Linked DNA regions of Triticum aestivum: region 2 is linked to region 1. The links are chromatin contacts, called in public Hi-C maps. All regions are on one chromosome and are shown on one strand. The core of a region is the stretch at or near the end of the contact, and the rest is flanking DNA. Distances in the headings are between cores, read along the strand shown. Region 1 holds the start of LOC123096315 (atherin). Region 2 holds the start of LOC123099666 (monooxygenase 3).

Region 1 (2,609 bases), core at 49-2,548:
TATACCATACAATTTTCATACTGACGTATTTGCTGACTCATGCTTACATTTGATAATCTTTTACCATTTCCAGATCTGAACTAAGATTAATTTTTTGGGGTTCTTCTTCCAAAACAGTGTTAAATTCATATCTGGATAAGAACAACTAAGTAACTAGACCATAAGCACAAATAATTTATTCAAAAATTATGTTATTACTCTTTTGCGCAAAAAATCTCAATCGAGAACAAAGTTTTTTTTACCTGCTCCTACTCCTGGCCGGAGCTTTTGGGTTGTTGCCGCCAATTCCATTTCCAATCTCGTTGTTCCTGCTGGCGCTGCTGTTGCTGCTGCCGCTGCTGCTGGTCCTGCTGCTGCTCCCCGCCTCGCTGAACTCGCTCTTCTTCCACCACTCCTCCTCCTCCTTCTTCCCCTGCTTCTTCTTCTTCGTCTTGGTCTTCTTCCTGCCGTCCTTGGCGGGGGCGACCGCGGCGGGCTTGGGCGACACCTTCTTCTTCCGGCCGACGGAGAGCGGCAGGAAGAGCTTGATGAGCAGGCCGGTGTCCAGGCTCACGCTGCGCTCCATGCTCCGGCTTCGCGTCCTCCCCATCGTCCTCTGCTTTCTTGCCTTCCCCTGTTTCTTGCCCCCGCCGTCGCTCTGTTTCTTGGCCTCGTCGCCGTCCATGGCAGCCGCCGTGACGTCCTTCTTGGGCTCGCCGCCTCCTTGTTCTTGCGTAGCGACGGCGTACGGTTGAGCCGGTGGTGGTGGTGGTGGTGGTGGTGGTGGTGGAGGAGGAGGCAGCGGGGAGGGCCGGGACTCGACGATGTCGCGGAGGGAGAGCTCGTAGGCGGCCTCGGGGAGGCCGCGGACGAGGTCGAGCATCTCGCGGCGGTAGCCGGCGATGGCCTGCGCGCGCGACGGGGAGCTCCCGGCGGAGGCCGGGTACAGCCGGTCGTGGTGCGCCCAGAGCTGCGGCGACGGCGTGCCGGAGCCGGACTCCGGCGAGCCTTGCCTGGACGCCTGCAGCCAGCGGAAGTCCTCCTCCCCCGCGCGCGGCGCCATGGGATTCGCCGTCGCCACCACCGGCGGCCGGGGAGGCAGCGCGCGCCCCTCGCCGGCCTCCGCGCCCCACGACGGCGTCGGCGAGTCCCCCGCGAAGCTGAACTCCTGCCTCCGATGCACCGACCGCCTCGCCATCGACAGAGAGGGAGCGGTGTGGAGGGTGTTACGTGTGTGTGGGGTTTGCTTGCGGCGGGGCTTTTGCGGCTTTAAAGGCTCCGTTGAAGTGGTGGTAAATCACGGCGTAGGTGTGCTCGGCGCCAACAGCACGCACCGCTGCGCGCAGTGAATGCGGACGGGACACTGGCTTTAAAGGTCGTTGCCGCGGTTGCACGGCCCAGCTTTGCCGGTCCGGTTGCCGCGGTTGATCCGGTTAAGCAACTCTAACCCATCCCCTCAGAGCCTCTACAACCATAGTTAGCAAATCCGAGGCCCTATACATCTGTATCCGCGGATGCGCCCGGACGCACGTGCTGGCATCGCCTGTCACGTCTTTAGAGTATCTACAACAAGAAACACCAAATTTGGTGCCCTATTCGCCTGCAGGTGTGTCCGGGCGTATCCGCTGGCCCTGTCCGGACAATACCCAAATTTTCCCTCTACAACCACAAGCAACAAATACGGATACCCTATTTCATGCAAATCCATACATACTGCATAGATCATAGAGATAGTATTGAAACTTAGCAGTTGCAGAATCAGACATGCAATTTGTTCATCCAAAAGGGTCGAGCTAGTTCAAACTAAATCTAAAAACAACTAAAATATAAACAAGCATGGCGGGTGGCCGGAGTTCACCACTTCTTGGTTGGGCCCTTGCCCTTGCGCTCGGCGGCGCGACGGTCCATCTCCTCCATGTATGTGTCGACGGGGGAGGGTCGTCGTCGTCCATGGTGGTGCCGCTCTCCAACGCAGACGAAATGTACCCGGAGAGGTAGCGAAGGAGGCGCTGCTGCTCCTTCGCATGGCGGGCGGCCTTGGTGGCGGCGGTCTTCTTCTCCCGGGCGAGGCGCTCGGACACCTTGAGACCGACGCGGAGCGCCTACGCGTTCTTGCGCCGGAGGCGCCGCGCGTCGGTCTCCGCCATGGTCAACCACCGTTGCATGACCTCGCGAAGGAGCGCCCCCTTCGGGTTGACGTGGACGGAGCGCGCCCGTTGGCGGGAAGAATCAGGCGCTGGCAAAGCCACCGCCCACTGCCGCTCGCACCGGGCCCCTTCGCCTCCGACTTTGGCATGCACATCCGCACTGGAGCCGCAGGCACGAGCACCCACTGCTGCCGGGTGGTGCCCGCGTTCGAGGGGAAGGGAGACACCCACAGTTCGAATCTGGAGCGGCGCAGAGCGGGACGGGTGACCGCGACTCGCATTCCGCCTGTAGGAGGTGGAGGAGCTCGCGGCGGACGCAAGGGAGCTTGAGCTCCCGACGGTGTCCACACACGAGCGCTCGATGGCGGTGCGTAGCGTGAGCTCCTCGTCGTCCGTTGCGCCAGAGCTAGATCCGTCGTCCTCGTCTTTGATGAGACCGTCCCAATCGATGGGATCAGACTTGCTGCCGGAGCGCTCGCCGTA
Region 2 (2,609 bases), core at 55-2,554, 230 kb after region 1:
GCGCAGCACGCGCCCTGGCCGAGGTTGGGCGTCATCGGGTGCCACGCGTCACCGACGAGCACCACGCCGCCCCTGGACGCCGGGGGCGCCAGCCCCGGCCAGAGCCAACGGTCCACGAGGGGCGTCTTCACTACGGCGTCGTCCGGCGTGCTCCGCATCACGGCGACCAGATCGTCAGGCCAGCCCCGCACCAGTTCCAGGGCCTCCCTCTTAAGCGCCGCGCCATCCGTTGTCTTGCGCCCTGTCATGCCAATGCCAATGCCATGCAAGATCAGTCGAAGCAACTTGATCAAAGCTGCATAAGCTCGCCCTCTCATGTCATACCAAAATTGCAGCGTCCTAGATACCTGGGGTTTCGCTATTGAAGCAGATGAACCAGTAGACTTTGGTCGGGGAGACCGGGACGAAGCCGGCGCGGACGCCCCGGCCGTAGATATAGTTCACCTTGGACTCGAACGGCTGCCCGCCGGCGTAGTCCGCGAGGCCACGGAACGCCATGTGCCCCACGTACCGGGGCTCCGAGAACCCCATCCACCTCGCGATCGGGGAGTTGACGCCGTCGCAGCCCAGCACCACTTTGGACAGGAGCTGCCTCCCGTCCTGGAGCTCCAGCAGGGTGCCGTCGGGCCCTTGGCCGGCGACGGATTTGAGCTTGGACGAGAAGGAGATGGCGCCTGGCGGGAGCTTGGAGGCCATCGTCGCGAGGAGCGCTCCCCTCTCCACCGCCCGCACCTCCTGCCTGATACATACATCAATCAGTCCAGTCCATTAAAGCAGAGCAAATCGATGCAAGCACAAGAGGCAAGTCTTGATGCATACGTACCCGGGAGCCTCTTCCTCGAAGGAGAACTCGCGCAGGTCACGCCCGCCCGCCGACGACCGCATCCTCATCCTGCGATCAGCTGAAACCTCGCAGTTTAAGGGGAGAGAAGCACTGGACCCGTGAAGGAAGGAGAGAGGAGAATTGCTAGGTAGGTGTACCCCTGGACGCGGAGGTACTTGGCCCGGAGCTCGTCCGCGACGCCGATGGAGTCCAGCACGCGCCACCCGTTCTTGAACAGTGTCAGCGACGTGCCGCCCGCGCGCAGGGACGGGCCCTGCTCCAGCACGATGGCGCTCACGCCGAGCCGGCGCAGGGAGAGCGCGGTGGCCAGACCCGCGATGCCCGCACCCACGATGACGACGTCCTCCGCCTTAGCAGAGGAGGATGACGAAGACGCAGAGACGGCACCCCGGCGACGGCGGTGATACGAATAGGAACAAGGGTGATGCGCAGGGGAGGACACGAAGGTGGTCAGCGGTGCCGGTGCCATGGCAACGACGAGCGTTTCTTGGACAGGAGCTGCGGATCGGAGCACGCATATGCCCGGTGGTTTCGGGGCCTCGGGTTCGCATAGCGGGAGGATTTGGAGCCACACGTCCGGCAACAAGATTCAGAGACAGGGGACAAGACACGTCCGCCACGGCACCACCTCGCTGCGATCCAGAAACTTTGCGTCTCACAGATTTACTGCGAGCTTCAGTAATCAACTCCAGCATCAATTTTTTTTCAAAAAGAAACAGATCTATTATAAAGATTCTTCGGGAGTATAAGGCGCATTAAACATAATAAAAATTACTATGAACCACCGAACGACCATTGCGTTGCCAAAACGAGCTCGGACGCGCCGGTGTCGCCGTTCCCATACCAGAGTCGGCCTGACCTTGTCGATGCAGCCGGGAAGTCTTCGTGCATGTGCCAGCATCACTTAGGGCAACTCCAACACGCAGGACGCAAACGAACACAAATTTTATCCGCTTTTCGTCCAGTTGGATTGGCTGATGGCGTGTTGTCCAACCGTGTCCGCTCAAACCTGCCCGGTGCGCCCAACAAGCCGATGCATTTTTGTCCACGCGTCCGAAGCGAATTTAATCTAAAATGGAGCAACGGTCATAGTACATGCCAGCGGCCATGCAACAGCCGCCATACATGCCAGTGGCTGGCACCCTTGTCAGCATACAAAAAGGGTCATAGTTCATGCATCTTGGTCATGTCGGCACACATGCCGGCATACAAAAATGATGGAGCTCTCGGCCATAGATCAATCATCTAGCTTGAGCACCGCCTTTTGCTTCTTCTTGAACCATGGTGTTCTCCTCGGGGACACCTTGCCCAAGTCCACCGTCATGATCTCCACCTCCACCATAAAAGCAAGCCCCACCTATCTTGCTTTGGTCTTGGCCTTTGCCGCCTCAATCTCGAGCTTCTTCGTTTGGACACTCTCCTCGATCTCAAGCTTCTTCTTTTGTATCTCGAGGTAGGCCTTCATTTGCTCATCTTTCTCTTGGCGCATCTTCTCCTCCCTTACTTCCTTTTGGGTCATCATTCCTTGCAAAGTTTCTTGCAAGGCGAATGTCGCCACATCATGCTTCTCACCCCTCTTGGATTTGGTCATCCCCCTCGTCCGCTTCTCTCCTTCACCATGCTCTTTGACGGTCGCCAGCCCTCCATTCTTCTTTAGGGCAGCATATTGCTCACTAAACTTTTCACAATCATTAATGATCAACCAACAATGGGTAAGGGTGAATGGCTTGTTCTCATGTTGAGACTTGAATGCTTTCAAAGTTTG

Evidence for each region. Hi-C and Micro-C count contacts between places; a contact is called where the count stands out from the background.
Region 2: a contact with region 1 is called in a Hi-C map of leaf, with 4 times the contacts expected there. The contact joins the promoter of LOC123099666 here to the promoter of LOC123096315 in region 1. A contact is called at or near these places in 2 of 5 Hi-C or Micro-C datasets (both in leaf).

Annotation. Positions count from the first base shown.
Region 1 is chr4D:76,211,221-76,213,829 of IWGSC CS RefSeq v2.1, forward strand. LOC123096315 (atherin) reads right to left here and starts at 1,299. Exons shown (of 2, transcript XM_044518013.1): 1 at 243-1,299. The coding sequence starts at 1,177.
Region 2 is chr4D:76,441,961-76,444,569 of IWGSC CS RefSeq v2.1, forward strand. It overlaps LOC123099666 (monooxygenase 3), which reads right to left and starts at 1,305. Exons shown (of 4, transcript XM_044521783.1): 1 at 982-1,305; 2 at 824-892; 3 at 348-739; 4 at 1-241. The coding sequence starts at 1,305.